Regions from separate parts of the Mus musculus genome. Here region 2 is linked to region 1. Evidence: chromatin contacts called from public Micro-C data. All regions are on one chromosome and are shown on one strand. The core of a region is the stretch at or near the end of the contact, and the rest is flanking DNA. Distances in the headings are between cores, read along the strand shown. Region 1 holds the start of Bcat1 (branched chain aminotransferase 1, cytosolic). Region 2 overlaps Gm38475 (a long non-coding RNA gene).

Region 1 (4,747 bases), core at 1,462-3,961:
AGAGTGCTTATCCAGCTGAATAACCTGCATGCAGGGGTCTCCCCGTTTGGGAATGGACACACCTAGTGGACCCACAGGCCCAGCTTTTATTGTCATTTAGGGGAATTTCAGGAAAGGGCGTGTGCCCTTTTACCTTGATTGGTTAGCTCTATCTCTAGGGGTCTGACTAATTCTACATTTGGTTAGGTTCCAGAGACCTCCCTGGAGGGTTGCTTATTCATTTTAACTACCTAATTCTTACTTCAGGCCAGATGACACGGCATCCACGGATTGGCTGCCTGAAGCTATGGCTGTCTCACCACTGGTTCCTGGATCCCGGTTTTCATTTCTGGGAAAGAAAAGCTTAGGCCTAGTCTCCCAAATTGTCACTTTGTAGCCTGTCATGGAGTCAGCCTGGCTCTGAGCTTAGTCCCTTTAGGAATAAGCCCTGTGCTGGGTGGGTGGCTCCTGACAGATGCTGCCATTTCTGGATCTACCTCCTCCTGTGTGCGCAGTCTTCCTTCTTCCATTAGAATGGAATACAAAAGCTGCTTATAAGTGGTTCTCTCAGGGCAATGCACCAACTGAGAAAAACCACTGTATTATTCTACACTATGGAGTAATTCAGGGGAGGGCAGGGCCTGATCTCCAACACATGTGTACCTCAGCTAAACAAGGTGGCCCAAGGCAGGGTGGCACACCCTTTTAGCTCAGTGCCCATGGGGGAGGGGCAGGTAGATCGAAGTGACTCCTAAGCCAGTTAGGCTCACACAGTGAAATCCTGTCGCAAACCAACCAACCAACCAACCAACCAACCAACCAACCAACCAACCAACCAACCACCGACCAACCGACCCACCAATGAAACTCTGCAATGGTTTTTAGTGTATGGCTCCCACCTAATTTTAGAACAATTTTATCACCTTTTCTCTGTCTTCTCCCTCCCTTCCTGGTTTGTTCCTTTCTCCTCACTACCCAGGTGACCGAGGGACTGAGCTCAGGGCTGGGTGGATTCGGGCAAGCACTCTAGTGCTTGAGCCATAGCCCAGACCTAGAAAATCTTAGACATCCAAGTTAGGAAGTCTTGCACTGATTCACCAGATTGGCCACCACATACCAGCTTCTTTTCAAACTGCACAATGTTTTCAAGGTTTGTCCATGGTATACACATAACTGCTTTTGTTGTTGTGGTGTGTGTGTGTGGACATGTGGACATGTGGTGTGAGCCTGTGGAGTGTATTTGTGTGAATGGTATGTGTGTGGTGCACATGTGTTGTATGTGTGTGGGGGGTGTGTGTATGTGGTATGTGTGTGGTGAACATGTGTTGTGTGTGTGTGTGTGGTATGTGTGTGGTGCACATGTGTTGTGTGTGTGTGTGTTGCTTCAGACTCGAGTTGCTGGGACTACAGGCAGGCAGCTCAACGCCTTGCTTCATTTCCTCTTACTGTGGATCAGTGCTCCATCGTATGAACAATAACCCAGGATGTCTACACTCACCACTTAAAGCCCACAGCGCTGCTTGAGTTAAAACCGATCTGGACTACAGTCTTCTGAAGGGAAGAAGTTGTTGCTGTTGTGCTGGGTGCAAAGATAACTCAGTACATTTGTCAGGATAATTCAGCTATTCATTGTTCACCTGGGCAGTTTCATTCCAAGCAGCAGAAAAGAAAAACAAGGGCTGCAGAGATGGCTCAGCAGTTAAGAGCACTGACTGCTCTCTCAGAGGTCCTGAGTTCAATTCCCAGCAACCACACGGTGGCTCACAACCATCTATGATGGGATCTGATGTCCTCTTCTGGTGCATCTGAAGACAGTGATGGTGAACTCACACATAAATAAGTCAGAAAAGAAAAATGAGAAGAAAGAAAACATTTTTAAAAAAATAAATAGGGCTGGCGAAATGGCTCAGTGGTTAAGAGTGCTGACTGCTCTTCCGAAGGTCCCGAGTTCAAATCCCAGCAACCACATGGTGCCTCACAACCATTCGTAACAAAATCTGATGCACTCTTCTGGAATATCTGAGGACAGCTACAGTGTACTTACATATAATAAATAAATCTAAAACAAACAAACAAACAAACAAAGGATACAGGCAAAACATGGTCGGGGAAAAGCCTATTCTCTCCTAGGGAGTTAAGAATGAAAATTTCACAGCAAAGCCTTCTGCTTAGATTTACTAAAAAGAAAGTTTTCAGATTTTCAGAGAGATCCTCTCCTCAACTGAAATCCCATCGGTGGGAGCCTTGCCTGAGGCTTGTGTGGACGCAGGAAGGAAGTTATCAGGTGGTGAGGACCATTTCACATTAAATTACTTCTGTATGTGCACATCAAAGGATGCAAACTAAGAGACGACTACAGAGCGTAGACCACAGACTGAGAGTGAGAGTTCCATCCAGGGCTCAGATGGTGGAAGGAGAGAACCGGCTCCTGCCAGTTGGCCCTTATCCACCACTGTCCCTGTCCATCTAGCCACCCGCTCCTATTCAAAATCTATTATATTTATTTAAATGTTATAAAAATTAGAGAGAAAAGGAGTTGGTAAGAGTGGTTGTATTTGAGAGTTGTCTGTGGGGTGTGGAGCGTGAGAGCGAGACGGAAAAACCCAAACTCTTCTTTATTATCCAAAATATACCTTAAAACTTCCCAGTTCTGAGACTAGATCCTAGTACAGCGTATGATTGGGGGAGGGACTGGGGAGGTAGCAAATGAATCAAAGACGCTTTCAGATTTGTCCTCCTCTGCTACCTCCCCTCCTGCGATACAAATCACTGGAGGGGATCAGTGTCTCCACCCTGGAGTGAGCCAGAGGTCGGACTGTAGCTCGCGGCTGAGCCAGTCGCTGCTGATGCAATCCGCAGCGGAGCGCGCCCAGCTCTCCATCTTCCGCGCTTGCCGACCGACCCTGAGCGCCACGTGTCACTGCACAGCCGCCTCCTCCAGAGGAGACTCACATTTGCACCCAGGAGCCGGAGCCACGACCCAAGCCACGAGAAATGAAGGTAAGCGTATTGCTGAAGTTCATGCTGGAATGCAGCTACTCACCCACCCGGAATATCTCGGACACTGGGTGGAGAGAGGAGGATGGAAGGACCAACTTGCTTTGTCCCCCGTCCTGGGCTACTAAGCGTGGGGATCTGGCCTCGTATCCACCCGCAGATGCTCCCGCTCCGGTTCTTGTCCTGGTTCTGTAAATGCGGTACCCAGATTTAGAGGATGCCACAGCGCCTCTCCTACATGCTCCCTAGGCGGGAAGAAGGACCGTATCGTTGCGTTTGAGCTGCCCAGAGATAGGGTTTGGCGAGGATGCTCGGACGCTCTTCTGGGTAGTTGTAATAGAAGGGGGAGGAGGACCCTCTTATCTGCCGAAAGCAGATCGCTTGTCTTTTAAGGTCCAGGTTCCAAGTGGAAGCTTCCGAGTTACGGACCACTCGAGCTTCAGGACCAGAGAGTGCAGGCGGTGAACTCTAATTATCATCTGAGATAGCTAGCCCAGAGGCCAGCCTGAGGCGTTTTAAGATATTTTCCAGAGCCAGAGCTCTGGCTGTCTGAAAAACTGCCAGATCTGAAAAGTTTCCTTTCCGAAGGGAAATGATGCTCTGTCGGCTGTGCAGTCACCTAGTCTCCCGCAAGGAATATTCGAGTAATAAAACGTGGGTTTCGGGGAGCTACAGAGCGGAGCCACGTTTCAGTTTCTGAGGAGGCGGAGGAAGTTAGACACTCAGACTGCTCAAGCCTAGCTGGAGGGAATCCACACGTCACGTCTCCATCCCCACTGTGCCGCCCTCGCTCCTAGCCCTGACAGATAGATAGATAGATAGATACCCTTTCTCTTTTTCTCTCTCTTTTTCTCTTTTCCTTTTTCTCGTTTTCTCATTTTCTCGTTTTCTAATTTTCTCGTTTTCTCTTCTCATCTCTCTCTCCTCTCCTTGCCTCCCCTCTCTTCTCTCCTTTTCTTTACATTCTTTACCTTATCTCACTAAATCATATGCCTTTATAATTTTATCCACATGCATTTAATGTATTCACTATCTCTCTTAATCATTTGTTCATTCTGTATATATCTACCTTAAAATATAAGTTCCTAGACTCCATAGATGGGCAGTCTGTGTATAGGGAAAAGCTGGAAGCCACAAGCCAGCTGAGCAAGGGGTTTAAATTCCCCAGCTGTGGTCCCCTTGGCAAGGCTCAAATCTGTATAACTAATGAAGGGGGCTAAGCCAAGATGGCTACTTACTGCCTTGTTGGGAGAGAGTGGTGCAGGGGTGAGTGGTGTGTTTCATCTTAATTTGCTTTCTGAGTCAGAGACAAATGATGGAAAGTTTTTTTCTTTGTCTTTTTCTTTTTTTTCTTAAATGTCTCTGAGGGCCAGGCTTAACACATACCTGTAGTCCCAGTGCTTGTGGGGTAGAGAGAGAAGAATCAAGAGTTCAGGGCTATCCTTGGCAGCAGCCCCTAGCCACCTTAGGCTGCAGGGGACCCTGGGGTGGGGGTGGGGGAGTTGCGGGGGAAAGTCTGTAAGAATTATTTTCAGCTCATTGGATCCTGATGTTTTATATTTGAAATGGGTTGGAACTTTTTGGAAGGAAGTTAAAAACTTGATAAAGCTTTCTGGTGTACCTGTGATGTTGCAGGATATTTGATCACACTGTGAACCCTGAGTCTGTGTTACAGTGTGGCTCTGCCCTTAGGCTCTGCCCTTAGCACACACCTTTAATCTCTCCTGAACAATGAAGGTGAAGTTAGTTTGTAGAAAGAAACACCCGCCGG
Region 2 (4,747 bases), core at 1,528-4,027, 470 kb before region 1:
TGTGGTTTTTGTAGACCAACTATCTAGCTGTAGTATATCTGAATTGTCAAATGTTATTTACTTTTAGTTATTTGCCATCTGAATAACCTGAAAATATCTTATTATAATTAATTAATTAGTATTAACACAATCATGAACTTAATTGCCTAAGTATTAGCTGGCATTTCTTTGTTTTGTTTTGTTTTGGGGGGGTTGTTTTTTTGGTTGTTTGGTTGGTTGGTTGGTTTTTTGAGACAGGGTTTCTCTGTATAGCCCTGGCTGTCCTGGAACTTACTTTGTAGACCAGGCTGGCCTCGAACTCAGAAATCCACCTGCCTCTGCCTCCCAAGTGCTGGGACTAAAGGCATGTGCCACCATGCCTGGCATTTAACTAGCATTTCTTATTTATCCCTAACCATCCATTATAGCAGCTCAAAAGGAGTAGAAATTTACATTACATCTTTAAGAATTATCAATACCTCAAATAAAAGTTGAAGACATATATACATTATGTATATCAAGAATAACCTTAAATTTGTATCAGTATACAATAGTTATATACCCAATGTAACAAATTATAACCTCAATATGTATTAATATTCAAAGATCTATACTAATGTAAGTTTTTGGCTAGTAGCTCTAATAGTTGAAGAGTAGACTCAATAATCTACCCATTATTCCTATGTCCCACCTTTTCCCTATAATATTTTTATTTTTACCCTTTTTCTTTTAACCCTTTCCCCTCACACAAGAAAGAAAGAAGGATAGAGAAAAGAAAGGGAAAGAAAGAAATCCCCGAGTCTAACCTCCTAACCTTGTTTTTCCCCGATCAAGACCATTAATAACTTGTAACCAACCTCTTTATAACAACAAGCATCCTTTATCCAGTAAAATGACCAAAATCATCCATCCCATGTCTTGGCAATGGGGGAACATGTCTACTTAAGATCACTTCCTGCTATTTAGGGGCAACAGCATCTTTTGGGAATCCTAAGAGATTTGGGACTCTGTGAAAAGTGGGATATTGGCCAAGTCCTGGGAGAACTGGCTGCACCGTTTGTTGTCCAGTCTCTGTGGGGTGGGAAAGTTCAAGGCCTAATTGAAGTCCTGGCTGGATCAGTGTGCAAGGCTGGATGAACTGTGGTCATCTGGGGCCAACAGCCTTCCCTGAAGCCATTCTGGAAGCAAGTCTCCCAAGGAAACAGCTTTGAGGCAGTCTGAGGCCAGATCAGGCATCCCAGCACCCACAAGGGTGGATCCGGTTAGGGCCACTTCCTCGGTTGTCATTTTCTGTTAACATGTAAGCTCTCACAAGTAATAGACAGTTCTGTACCAATAGTGTATATAATGTGCAAGGTGCATAGATCAGTTAAAGATGATTCTTTGTTCTTGTTTGAGCAGCTGAAAATTATCTGTCTGTCTTTATAAGTTAGTTTGGATCGTGTAACAAAACTGTAACATAGACTAATATATATGCCACTTAAAACAATGGCATGGTAAGTCCTGAAGACTTGGTTGCCAACAAGATTTATTGACTACACACACACACACACACACATACATTCATATTCATGTCTCAGTTGGTCTCAGAGCTTTTCTCATGTAGACAGAACAGATATATATTAACCTATCTTGTTGATATTGCCAATCTCTCTCTGTCTGTCTGTAGCCAAGATATTCAGGGTGTCTTCCCCGGTCAAATCTTATTTCTAATAATTTAGATGGAAGATAACCCTGCCCCAACCCTAACTCTGGGTCCTTATATTGACTACTAGAAAATATCTTTCCTAGGGCAAAATTATTTTTGCCAACAGAAAAAGCATTATCTTTCAAAGTGAAATTATAAATATACCTTATGTAGATAAATATGTCTATATTCCCCTTTTTCTTTATATAAATTTGAGATCAATATGTATTTACCTTTTAGATCATTAAGGATATATTATTTATTATTAAGCAAAAACCTAGATAGTACTTTTATGGAAAAAATGTGTCATTTTGGATGTTTGCAAATTGCTATATCTTATAAATTGTAGTGACATTCTGAATTTACTTAAAATCTTTAAAATTCTTCTATGTGTTAGTAAAGTCAACCAATAAAAATATCCTTCCTGTTTCCCTGCTATTAGGGAAAAACAAAAACATTCAAACAAAATCCAAGCAAGGAAACAAGAGAATTCTAAGTTGGGGGCCAGCTGTGTTAGGTTATCTCACAGGCCTTGGAAGTCAGGCGTTGCCACACTGTACCTGAGCCCGTGTAGCAGCAAGCGCTAACAAACATCTCACAGCCAGAGAGCTCTGAGTTCCAGCTGCCACCAGTTTCCTTTTTTCTTCCTCTATTTTTCCTGACTAATTTAGCGTTCCATCTTTCAGATCTCTCTTTACCCAAGTCTGTTTCATTTGATCTTCCTCAGAGAGGGCACAGAAACCATGGTGCTACTGAATGTGCTGTCGCTAGCTCCATGGCAACAAGGAAAAACAAAACCGTACAAGATCCAAGCGCCTTCTGCTGGAGTGTTTTCCATTTTTTAACATGGAAAGTATTTTTCCCTTTAATCTCTGACTCGCTTTAGGGATGTCGATTTACCAATTTTAAACTTAGTGCCTCCGCAGTTAGGACGCTTGGGGCTGTTAGTTTTATTGCAGCTCAGAAGCAATGTTCCCTTTGAACTTCTGGGTCTCTGCAGGCTCCTGGGGTCAGCAGGTGTCTAAGGCAGCCAGCTCCGCCTCCTCAGCTCCGCCCCGCCCCTCAGTGCAGCTCCGCCCCCTCAGCGCAGCTCCTCCCCCTCAGCTCAGTCCAGAAGGTTGCCCCACTGGTTCAGCCTCCTGCCTTCCTGGCCAGGCCTCTCCAACCCACTGGGCTTCTGCACTGCTTCAGGCCTTCACCCACAGCCTCAGGCCTAGCTCTCTCTAGGGCTTCTGTCTGCTTTTGTTCTCTCTCTCTCTCTCTTTTTTTTTTTTTTTAAAAAGACCAGGCCTCTTGTCCAGCTGTGCTGACTCCCCCACCCCCACCCTTTTACCCAGGCCTTGTCAAGCTGTAAGCTTGGATTCTAACTGCTGTTAAGTTGTGGGCCAATTTATAGTAGAATTAATATATTCTATCTAGCTTGTATAAAAACCTTACAATACTGGTATTTATTTACAAGCTGTAAGCCTAGATTGGGCAGGCTTAGTTAAAATTGAGCTATTCTAACTTACATCCCAGCCATATGTCCCTTGTCACTTGCTGATCCTCCTGGCCACGTGCTCATGGTCCATCTCCTTTCATGGAGGCCTCCTCCTCCCTCTGTGTCCTTTCTTCTCTTCTCTGCTCTCTTTCCTGAGACCCCTCACGCAGTCTTCAAGTCCTGCCTTTCTCTCTCTACTGCCCAACCACAGGCAGTTATTGACTGATTAACTTGGGGAGCAAAGGTTTTTATTGACCAATTAAGTTGGGGAGCAAGGCTTACAGAGTATCATTTAGTGTCGTTGGGGATCTCCTAATTGCAGGCAGCCTAATCTTGAGAGCCAGTATTTAGCATTTGTGTACATGGCAGCATCAAACCAACTCCAACAGAGACATTTCATGGAGGAAAGCGTGAGTGGCCTGGGTCAGTGACACCTAAATGCTGGTTGTCACGAGGACAAGAAGCTGAAGTCGCCTATAGGTCTGAGATGAGGCAGACATGGAATGAGCAAGTGACTGACTTGAAGTGTCCTGAGCAGGTGGTTAATACCCACCAAGGAGCTGTGGAAGGGGGCGTGGTTTACTCAGGTTCTCAGTTTGAGGGGTGTAGCCTGCCCCAGTGGTAAAGGTGTGGTGGTGGATTGTTCTCCACTGTAGCAATGGGGACATAGGCTGTGAGGTCACATCTTACCAGAGCAGGGAGCAGAGAGGGTGAACAGGAAGCAAGGCTGAGTTACAACCCTCATGACCCGCCCCTCACCTCCAATAGTGACTCACTTCCTTCTGCCAGACTTCACCTCCAAACAACTTTCTAAAGCAGCACAGTTGGGCAGTCATGTTCAAACACTGAGGATGGCATAGCTGTGTGAGCTTGCACAAGATACTTAACCTCTCCAAACATCCACTTCTTTGTAAGTAACACCATGGTAGTGCTACCCTGAGGACAGCTATAAGCACGCAAGCAAATGCATGTTTCTCATTGTCATGTGTAGCGAATGTGAAATGTAGCGAATGTGTAATGCCTGCTAGAAGCATCGACTTCTTTGTGGCTGTGTAAGTACCATGTGCCACTGAGAGACCCGTCTCCACCACAGACTGCTGTTCTACTCAGCTTAGCCCGCGTTGTCTTAGACGATATCCAGGTTGCCGTTCACTCCCGCATTCCCCTTACATCAGATGGTCTCTGCGTACTGTTTATGGAGTCACTCCTGTGTCTGACGCTTCAGATGTGCTGCGGGACGTGTGGGAGGCCCAGCGCTGTTAGCTCCAGAGACTGTTGCCATTGATCTCCTTGCTGATTCTTGACAGAGCCTTAAGGCTACTAAGAATCCAATGACTGAGATTATCATAGCTTTGAAGTCATCCTCCATTCTTCCCACCAGGACCTCTAAAAATAAAACTGGCAGGCCAGCCCAGAGCTTGGATGTCTGCTCAGGCGTGACCCCTTCTGTCCCATGGTTTATCCCTGATGGGGTGATCTGAATCACCTCGCTGTGGCCCTTTACTGATAACTATGTTTACTCCAGAGACTGCGGACATCTCAGCCACCCTCCAGTCCCTTCTTGAAGAGAGCTGTCTGTCTTTGCAGAGATCCCTTGTTAT

What was found. Hi-C and Micro-C count contacts between places; a contact is called where the count stands out from the background.
Region 2: a Micro-C map of trophoblast stem cells shows a contact between it and region 1, with 6 times the contacts expected there. The contact joins the enhancer-like site here to the promoter of Bcat1 in region 1. A contact is called at or near these places in 9 of 484 Hi-C or Micro-C datasets (the G1E-ER4 cell line, embryonic stem cells, myeloid progenitors and 3 more), 5 of 115 datasets of contacts at active chromatin or transcription factors (all in embryonic stem cells) and 1 of 9 other capture datasets (embryonic stem cells).

The regions. Positions count from the first base shown.
Region 1 is chr6:145,074,121-145,078,867 of GRCm38.p6, reverse strand. Bcat1 (branched chain aminotransferase 1, cytosolic) reads left to right here and starts at 2,711. Exons shown (of 11, transcript NM_007532.5): 1 at 2,711-2,979. The coding sequence starts at 2,974.
Region 2 is chr6:145,544,146-145,548,892 of GRCm38.p6, reverse strand. The region is part of intron 1 of Gm38475 (a long non-coding RNA gene); the gene reads left to right. Among named protein-coding and RNA genes, the nearest start is that of Gm38475, 68 kb to the left of the region's middle. Within about 2 kb of position 2,777, at least 56 of the 459 cell types and tissues checked have an H3K27ac peak or open chromatin away from gene starts, as enhancers often do. A contact at or near this core is called in trophoblast stem cells, where this site is marked.